Linked DNA regions of Drosophila melanogaster: region 2 is linked to region 1. Evidence: chromatin contacts called from public Hi-C data. All regions are on one chromosome and are shown on one strand. The core of a region is the stretch at or near the end of the contact, and the rest is flanking DNA. Distances in the headings are between cores, read along the strand shown.

The links. A called contact is a pair of places that touch in the nucleus more often than the background predicts.
Region 2: a Hi-C map of the S2 cell line shows a contact between it and region 1, with 3 times the contacts expected there. A contact is called at or near these places in 5 of 107 Hi-C or Micro-C datasets (the D17-c3 cell line, the S2 cell line, embryo and 1 more).

Annotation. Positions count from the first base shown.
Region 1 is chr3L:6,215,635-6,219,941 of dm6, forward strand. It overlaps LanA (Laminin A), which reads right to left and starts at 2,388. Exons shown (of 15, transcript NM_057269.3): 1 at 1,960-2,388; 2 at 1,469-1,615; 3 at 1-85. The coding sequence starts at 2,181.
Region 2 is chr3L:8,440,842-8,445,103 of dm6, forward strand. Unr (Upstream of N-ras) reads right to left here and starts at 1,474. Exons shown (of 11, transcript NM_001259740.2): 1 at 1,366-1,474; 2 at 1-877. CG6983 reads right to left here. Exons shown (of 2, transcript NM_001300055.1): 2 at 2,201-3,711. The coding sequence ends at 3,206.

The DNA of each region.
Region 1 (4,307 bases), core at 1,138-3,637:
CATAATCCGTGGACTTCTCCAGCGTCCAGAGACCCGGACGAGGGGAGTTGCCCATGCGAATGAACAAATAGGCCACATGGAATTCCTGAAAAAGCGAACAGTGTAGAGATCAGAAAATATATTACATATTACACACATTGTTAAATTAAAAATGTTATTGAGTAACCCCAAATATGTTAAAGATAAGATTTACTCATTTCAATTTCAATATAAGAGTCTTCAACAATTTTACCCACTTTAGTTTTTTCAAGTCTCCCCCAAGACACAAAATTCATTTTGAACAAGCAAATTCATTGAAATTTATTAGTCCAGCGTACACATTACGATTATATATGTACATACATCGCCTCACAGACAAATGTGAGACGACAACATGAGATCACTGTGGGGAAATTAACTCCAAATGTTCTGCAGTAGAACCGGCCACTTTTTCATCGTTTATTTATATTGTCTTGGGTTATGTTTGCTTTTTAATTTGGCTTCAATTGAAAGCGAACTGAGAGATACGAAGGTCCACACATATACAAAGATACAGCCATGCGTTAATATCTTTGTACACAGGCGCACATGTTTGGTTTCAGAGATTTGTTTACTTTTCTGTGTTTTCATTAGTTTCACCCATGTGGAAGTTCATGATTTTGAAGCAAAAAAACGTCGATGTACATAATTCTGCAAATATGTATCTCACAAATTTAGCATTCGAGTTGCCAGCATTCCTGGTGTTTCGCAGTCTATATATAAACCAATGTCTCATATTCAGTTGCATTTTGTGAATTAGGAAAAGTGCAACTAAGGAATTAACACGAATGAGATCATGCTGAGCTGTTGAAATCTTAGCGCAATTATTCTCAAAATTAAATTCCCGACCTCGTGGATTACTCGCTTCCGTTGCAAGTGAGATAAGAACGTAGGCGAGTCCGAGGCACAACTTTTTATAGAACAAACTGAGAAACAATCTGATGATAAGACTGTAGTTTCTTGCGACTCGGGCCCATTATCAGGCTGCTCTCAATTCATATTTGTCGCATGCTGGTGTGCCTTAAGAAACATAATGCCTTTATCGCTAAAAAAAACCATTCCGAATGAACCGCTCGAAAAAGTCAATGCTCCGAGTCGGTTTCTAAGCAGCCTGTAAACCGAGAACTCCCATTCAAAAGTGTGTGTATGTATGTTCGTACATATCTCTGTGTATATTGTATGTAGGGACTGCTGACATACTGATAACCCACAACTCCAAAGCCTTCCCCTTTGCCAACAACAAATACTCGAGCTCAGCAACATTTTTTTCGTTCAGTTTTTGCTGTGTCGACGTCGACGAAATGAAAACCCATTAAAATTGTTTTCAAATTTTACGATCCGATCCCATCGGTCGAACCCGAAAACGAGTTGCATCCATCCACCGTCTCCCCGTCTCTATGCGTTTCTTAGGCGGATACCTTTGGTATCTTTTATGTTCTCTGCTGCTTACCTGTTCGAAGTTGATGGTCAAATTGACTTCATTGAATTTCATGCCCCTGGACAACGGAGGACTCTGCCACCAGGCCTCGGTGCCATCGATCGCGTTCTCTGGCGGATGATTCCTCTCCGGCACCGTGGGATCGCAGTAATCGCAGACCTACAAAAACGCAGAAAACACATGTTAGAAAAAGAAAATGGAATCCAAATTCAGTCCAGAGTATTTTTAGAGCCCAATTCGAATGTTCAACACATGTGGGGGACGTCTAAATGCAGTGCACACTTGAAATATAAAGTTTTGATTTTTAACTAAATAATAGTTTGAAGAAATTCTTAATTAAGTTGGATAACCAATATAATCGATTGTAATTTGTTATCTCTCCTGATTCAGCTTTATTTTGAAATTAAACATTAACTTTTTTTCAGTGTAAAGTTAAAGATTATCTCATCATGTGTGTATACTGAAAAGATTTTTGGGCGTTGCTGGATGTCGATTATAGTTACCTGTCCCTGGATAACTGAATAGTCGATATGATCGTGTTCCGTATTGGCTCCCACTAGTTTGCAGTAGAGCTCTGGTCCATCCGTATCCTGGCCACACGTAGCTGTGGCATAAATCTTCCTGCCCGTGGCCAGATTGAAATATGGTGGCGTTAGCTCCGCCTGGCAATAGGAGATGGCCAGGATTACTAGCAGAGCCCCAATGGAGGCCACTCCGTGCCCCATTGTGCCGAGAGTTCAAGCACCCGCGCTGCGATAACGACAGTCCTTTCTCCACGGACCACTTCCGGTTCTATCTCTTTCTTTCCCGGTTCACTTATGTATGTATTTCACTTTCTTATCTGCTGTATTTCACTTTTTTCACTGTTCTTTTCGTATTCCTTTGGTGGAGCTCATCCAACCGCACTGGATGGCTCTTCTCGAGCAACTGATGGCACCGCAGCGAGAAGTTTTCCTCGAGACCCCGAAAAATTTGATTTTGATAGTCGTCCGATCGGCTCTTTTCGTATGCCTTCGGCTTTTCTCGTCTTCGGCATTCTATACAGCTGAGAGAACGATAGTCTTTCCGACCCTATAATGTATTCACATCCTCTTATCCGTCTTATTTCAGAAAATTCTGAAGCCGGAATAAAAGATACGGATTATCGCCATTTGACTTATGAGGTTATATAATCATTTAAAATATATGTAATTGTATTTAATTTGTTCATTATATCAGCATTCTTCTTGGGTTCATCATAACCTAGGATAATACGAACGTTAGTTGCTAGGATTGTTAACTTAGTTCTATCACCTGTAACCAAAGTTACTTAAGACCAAGATTGTAACATCATTTCAATGCAGTTTGGTGCTTTTACTATCATCTCACATGAAATGTGTTTATAAGTTATAATGATAATTGTCTTTTGAGAATGCCCAAAAAATTTGACGAAAAATTCAAATTTCATGTGTGTTCCTTGATAAATATTCTTTCCTCATTACATCGCAGCACATCTAACTGGTCTCGCAGTTGGTGAGCAACTGATTAAACTGCAGCGAGAAGTTTTCCCGAGGCCCCAAAAGTTTTGGTGTTCGTAGTCGCTCGATCGGCAGTCGATCGGGTGCTCTTCTCTTTGGCACTTTAATTTAACTGAGAGAATGTCCGCTTATCCGATTTTGTTTTGCTCTGAACGTATGTTTACAAAATCTTTTCCAGCTATTTGTTTTTTTTCTCATTCGCCGGCCGGGCGGAATCGGAACAAAACAAAACGGAAAACCGGTTCGTTGTCATCGGGGAACGTTGTGGAATGGGTGAAACGCCTTCCGCTTATGAAGATTGACTTTAGCACTAAGAAAATGTATACTCTATCTTCTATTGAAATGTACTACTTTAAGCTTGAACGCTTGAAATAATCTCAACAATACTCCAGCCACAGCTTGATAAATTCATAGCGTTAAGCTGGGATAATTTCTTACTTTTAAGGGTTCTTAAATTGATAATATGGATAGAGCTTGTGAAAGAATTAAGCATTGATATTACAACACAAGCGATAGCTTAAAAGTACTGCTATTAGACACCGAACATTTTTATTAAGTTTTTATTGCAGCCTTTAACGTAATTTAATTTATATGTGCTTAGCCATTCGTGTAGCATTTAAAATCAAACTTATTTAAATGATTTTCCATTAAGCTATTGCCACCTTTCGTTTACCCAGAAGTGTAATAGCTTACTGAAGTAATTGTTGTTAAAGCAAAATAACTGCTACAAAACTCACTCAGGCCTGACCAAAGAATCGAAAATTGCGCACCTCAATTTTAGCCCACGATCGACAAAATCTTGAAGTTTATTGCTATACCGATTAAAAGAGCCAAATACAGAGACTAGCTAGCAGCAGCAACTATTGAAAATCACAATCACAGCTAAATATTGTGCAAAATTCATGACCAAAGTGTTGGGGCAATTCGGATTTCGCGTTTTGTATTTTTTTTTGGTAACTGTATTGGTTGTAGCCAAACTCGTTTTCCGCCGTTTGCAATGACATAAGTAAATGCATTGATAAAGACTGTGTCGAGTGTCAGAACGGCCAGTTCTTTTTATTTTTGGCCTCAATTGCTGCGCCTGCGCAGCAGCTTAAGCTTCTCAGCTTCTCATGGCTGTATGTAAACGAGTTCTGATGACGTAATTCGCATCGCGCGGTTCTGCGCCTTTGCCTTATGCAATACACGCAAATGAACATTGCCGAAAAAATTAATGGAAATATGTGCTTGTAAAAAAAACTCAGGAAAAAATTCGACGATTGCAACATTAACAAGAAGTTCTCGATTTGGCTTAGCCCACACAGCAGCTGCACAGTGGGCCATAAAGTATCAGA
Region 2 (4,262 bases), core at 224-2,723, 2.2 Mb after region 1:
TGCTTTTGTAGCTCGGTTGTTGATGTCTTAATTTAAATTAATTAGCAAATTGAATTCACTCTGACTTAACAACAAAAAATTCGTAATTAAATTAAAGCTTTTCAGGAAAAATAATGAGGAATTTGGGATTTATTTAGCGTTTTTCCAAGTGTAGGTTTTGCGGTTTTGCTTGAATTGTTTTTGTTTTATTCGAGAGTCCGAACGCCGCAGCGCCGTTGCCTTTGACTTCACGTTAGTTTCGTTTCCCGTTGCTTTTTTGTTTTCAGTGCTTTTGCCGTTTTCTTGTTAAACTCCGCTTTACTTGCTCCTTCGTGGTTTGCCTTTTATTTTGTTTTAGCTTTTCTTTTTGTTTATTTATTTGTTGGTGCTTTTGAGTATTGACGAGTTAATTTCACAGCGTTTCAATTTGTTTGGTTTGTTGTTGGTTTTGTTGTTGTTTTATTTGAAAGTCTTCGTTTCAAGCTTGGCTTGTTTTTTATGTTGTTTGTTGTTTTGTTTTCTTTTTTTATTTGCGCAGTCGCTTTATCTCCCTCTCTGTCTGTCTCGCTCACACCGACGGGCGGCGTAAAAATTCTCGTTTTTTCTGTTTTGTGTGTTTTTCTTTGCAAAGCAAACGAAACAAAAACAAAGAAGAGTCCAAAAAACTTAAAAAGTTTTTGCTTTGACTTTTTCCTTTTGAGCTATGTTGTTGTTGTTTTTTATTTCTGCTGTAACTTTCAATTATTTGCGATTTATATTTGTATGTATTATTTTTTGATTCGTTTTCGATGGTGATTTTTTTATTTTTTTATCATATTTGTTGTTGTTTTTTTATATTATTATTATTTTTTCAGATTATGATGAAAGTGATGTCAAAACGGAGTTTTAGTTACAAAAGCTGTTGAATGAGAAAAAGAGAAAGGTGGAAACGATTAAGAAAAATTAATACATCTTTTTTATTATTTCTTTTATTTTTGGCTAGTGAAATCTACACCGAAAGTCTTGCTGCAGTTTTATCGATTTTTCAGTGTTGCAAATGGAGAGATTTTTGCCTGCCGGAAAAAATTGCACACACACTGGCGCAACCTACTACGCACACACACATGCACGCCCATACACACGCACACGCAATTGCAATCGTAAACTATTTTTACACATTATTGTTGTGGTTTTTAGCGTAAAATTAGCAACCCCGCAGACTGCACACACACATGCACAGTCACCGAAGTGCCAAGTTGGTAGCAAAAAAACGAATTTTCATCAACTTTTTTTTCGGGCTGCAAATTTGGTACCCTCAAACGCACACACACACACACAGAAGCGTAGAAAATCTGGCTGGGCAACGAAAAAACGTTAATTCGCCATTTAAAAACTAATTTCCCTAACACATTTCATATTTTTCCATCACAGCTTTGTTCGCGGCACATTTTCTGCATATTTTCGTTCCGAATTTGAGTTAAATAATAGTCCTATTTGAAGCGAACGAGAATTTTCTGGACCAGCCACACGTACCACACGACAGCACAACAACTGCTAGCGGGCGCCATATTTGCCGACAGCACGATGGCAGTGTTGGAAGGTGTGCGAAGAGAGGGACAATTGTGACGTCAGTGGTCATGGGAGTAGGAGCAGGGATCTCTTAGCTTTTCTATTCCTATATTTAAATAATCAAAACTTATCTAAGATAACGATTTAACTTTAATTCAGTTAAAGGGACTATCTTTAATGCAATGTCTAAAAGTAGTAGAAGTGCAGGGTTATACATCTATGTCATTTTCTATGCTATCACTGCAAATTATAAAATATGAATTGTATGTGACTTTTATGTAATATTCTTAGTTTTAATAATAAACAAAAGCAATTTATGTAATTAAATGGATTATTACTAAGAAAATTACATCTAAATATTTAATTTTAAACTGTACGTATTCGAGACAAGAACCATCGCTAGCTATTTCTAACTTAAGCCAACCCCAAAATCTTTTCGCCTTTTATTAAGCGGCAATATATTGATTTAAAAAATGAAACTAGTTTTATTTGTTCTGATAAATAAATATGGAAGATATGTTATTATCTTTGTAAAATTGGAATTCCCCCAAAAATGCAGAAGTGTATTCACTTAGTTTAATTCTTAATTTTCGGAAGTTCTGTCACATAAAACATAAAACACAAAAAATCCCTTTTTTAGATTCCTTTTAGCAGCCCACAGAAAATCACATTAGTTTTACGTCTTCCTGGGTCTTTTAACGAATTTTATTTCAGCAGCTCCTTGGTTGCTTAATCCATAATTAACTTAAATGGTATTTTGCATGATAATGGGATCCAATACATATGTATGCTGATAAATTGATTATCCTTGAACAGATTTTTAAAGATTACAATTTACAAAATCTAGTTAATTGGTTACGGTGCCTTTTATACATTCGACAGTGCAAAATGTTATCAACATGAATAGATTATCAAAACGCCCTCGCTAAATATAAATCTCGGGCTAATTGTAGTTAAAAAGATTTAATATCATGTTTATAATTTTTACGTTACGAGCACTTCGATTTGGTCACACATTAAATTGCATCTGGTTTTGCATATTTTAGGGTTATTTAATTGCCTGGATTGCGTTACATTTCTATACACATTTGCAAAAGGTCCAAAGTTTGGTCTCTGTGTTGTTCTAGGGATATATTTCAAACATATATTTTTGTGACAATATTTGTTGTGTATGGTGCAGTTTATATGGAATATAAATAAATACGTCTTTATGTATGTACAGCGAAATTTTAAAATTTTAAAAACCCGTTTAGCTATAGGCTATTAAAACTGTCCATTGCTTAAAAGGGCATGAAATTTCCTCAGCTTACATGGCTTTAATACATTTCAATATTCATTTGAAGACAAACTGTTTAACATTTTAATCTTAGTGGCAAAATCAAGAATTTGGGACATAACACGGTCTTGAATATCAATAAAAATGTCAAGTATATTTGGCAGTTCGCCCACTCACGTGTAACACAAACACGTACACGATTATTTTACAAATGTTAAGTACACGAAGCAAAAGTGAAACCGAAATCTAAATGTAAATGCTCAATGAATTTACGTACACGATAACTTGTAGGTAATAACTAATGTTACATATTATTCTCTTCTCTTTCACTTAAGAACTATGCAGATATTTGCAATTAACTAAGAAAACAAGTTGCGGCAAGGCGAGAATTGGGTTGCCATCTTAGGGCTTGCTGTCGAAGCCAGCGAAATCCGACGCCTCCGACTCATCGTCATCCCTCTCGACGCCGATGCAATGGATTCCAGTCCGCAGCATAGGAGTACCCTTGCCCTTGCCCAACACCCGAGCGGCTATGACCAGCTGTAGCAGCTCCTTGGCGTTCGATGAGCTGACAATGTGCAGGACCTCGCGCAACAGCTTCTCCTTGTAGGCAAAGAACTCGATTTTCATTTCGAAAAAGTCGTGCTCATCATGCTTGGTGCCCTCGAACTCCGTGATCCTGCAGTGCAAGCTCGGCGTGGCGCTAATCACCGGCTCAAATTTGCTGGCCAGCGTCTTGGCATCGCCGAATAGCGACGTCGGCAGCTTCAGTTCGATCAGATAGCGATGCCTGATCTGCAGAAAGCCCAGGCTCACCACAATCGTGTCACCAGACCTTTGGTATGTCACACAGCTGTCCGATTCGAAGTCATCCTTCACCGTGTTCGTGTCGAAGTGCACATGGTGGTCTTGAAAAAAGAAAAGTGGATGTTAGATTTGGTTAAAAAAAAAACAATAAGTATAAATCTATAAATATAAATCTATGCATACATCTAAGGACTGGTGGTTCTATAGTTGTGCATGGTTGGAAAGTAATACATTTTAATTACATTTAGAGTTTCAAAGTAAGGCTCTAGCTACTATGTATAAATTAATTATATAAACCTTTACTTCATGTTTTTCAGTCGTATCTGGAATTTCACAAGCCATCTTTAAGCCTGACCTTTTACTAGTTACGCAGTTTCCCTGATGTTTGCATGTTTGCAAATTGTAAATTTGCACAGACTTTAATTGAGAATCTTATTTGTTAAATAATGATAAATTGTGTGTCCGCGGAGCCTAAGGTCAGCCAGGTAGACAGGTAAAATCGAGTGAAATTACCCTAGTAAGTAAAATATTCCAAATATTCCGAGATAAACAAACAAGCAAGCAAACAGAAGTCTCGGGCCCGCCTCAAGTAAATTCCCATTCCCTTCAGCGGCATTTGCAGCGGAAATTGCGTGTAAGCGTGTAATTAAAC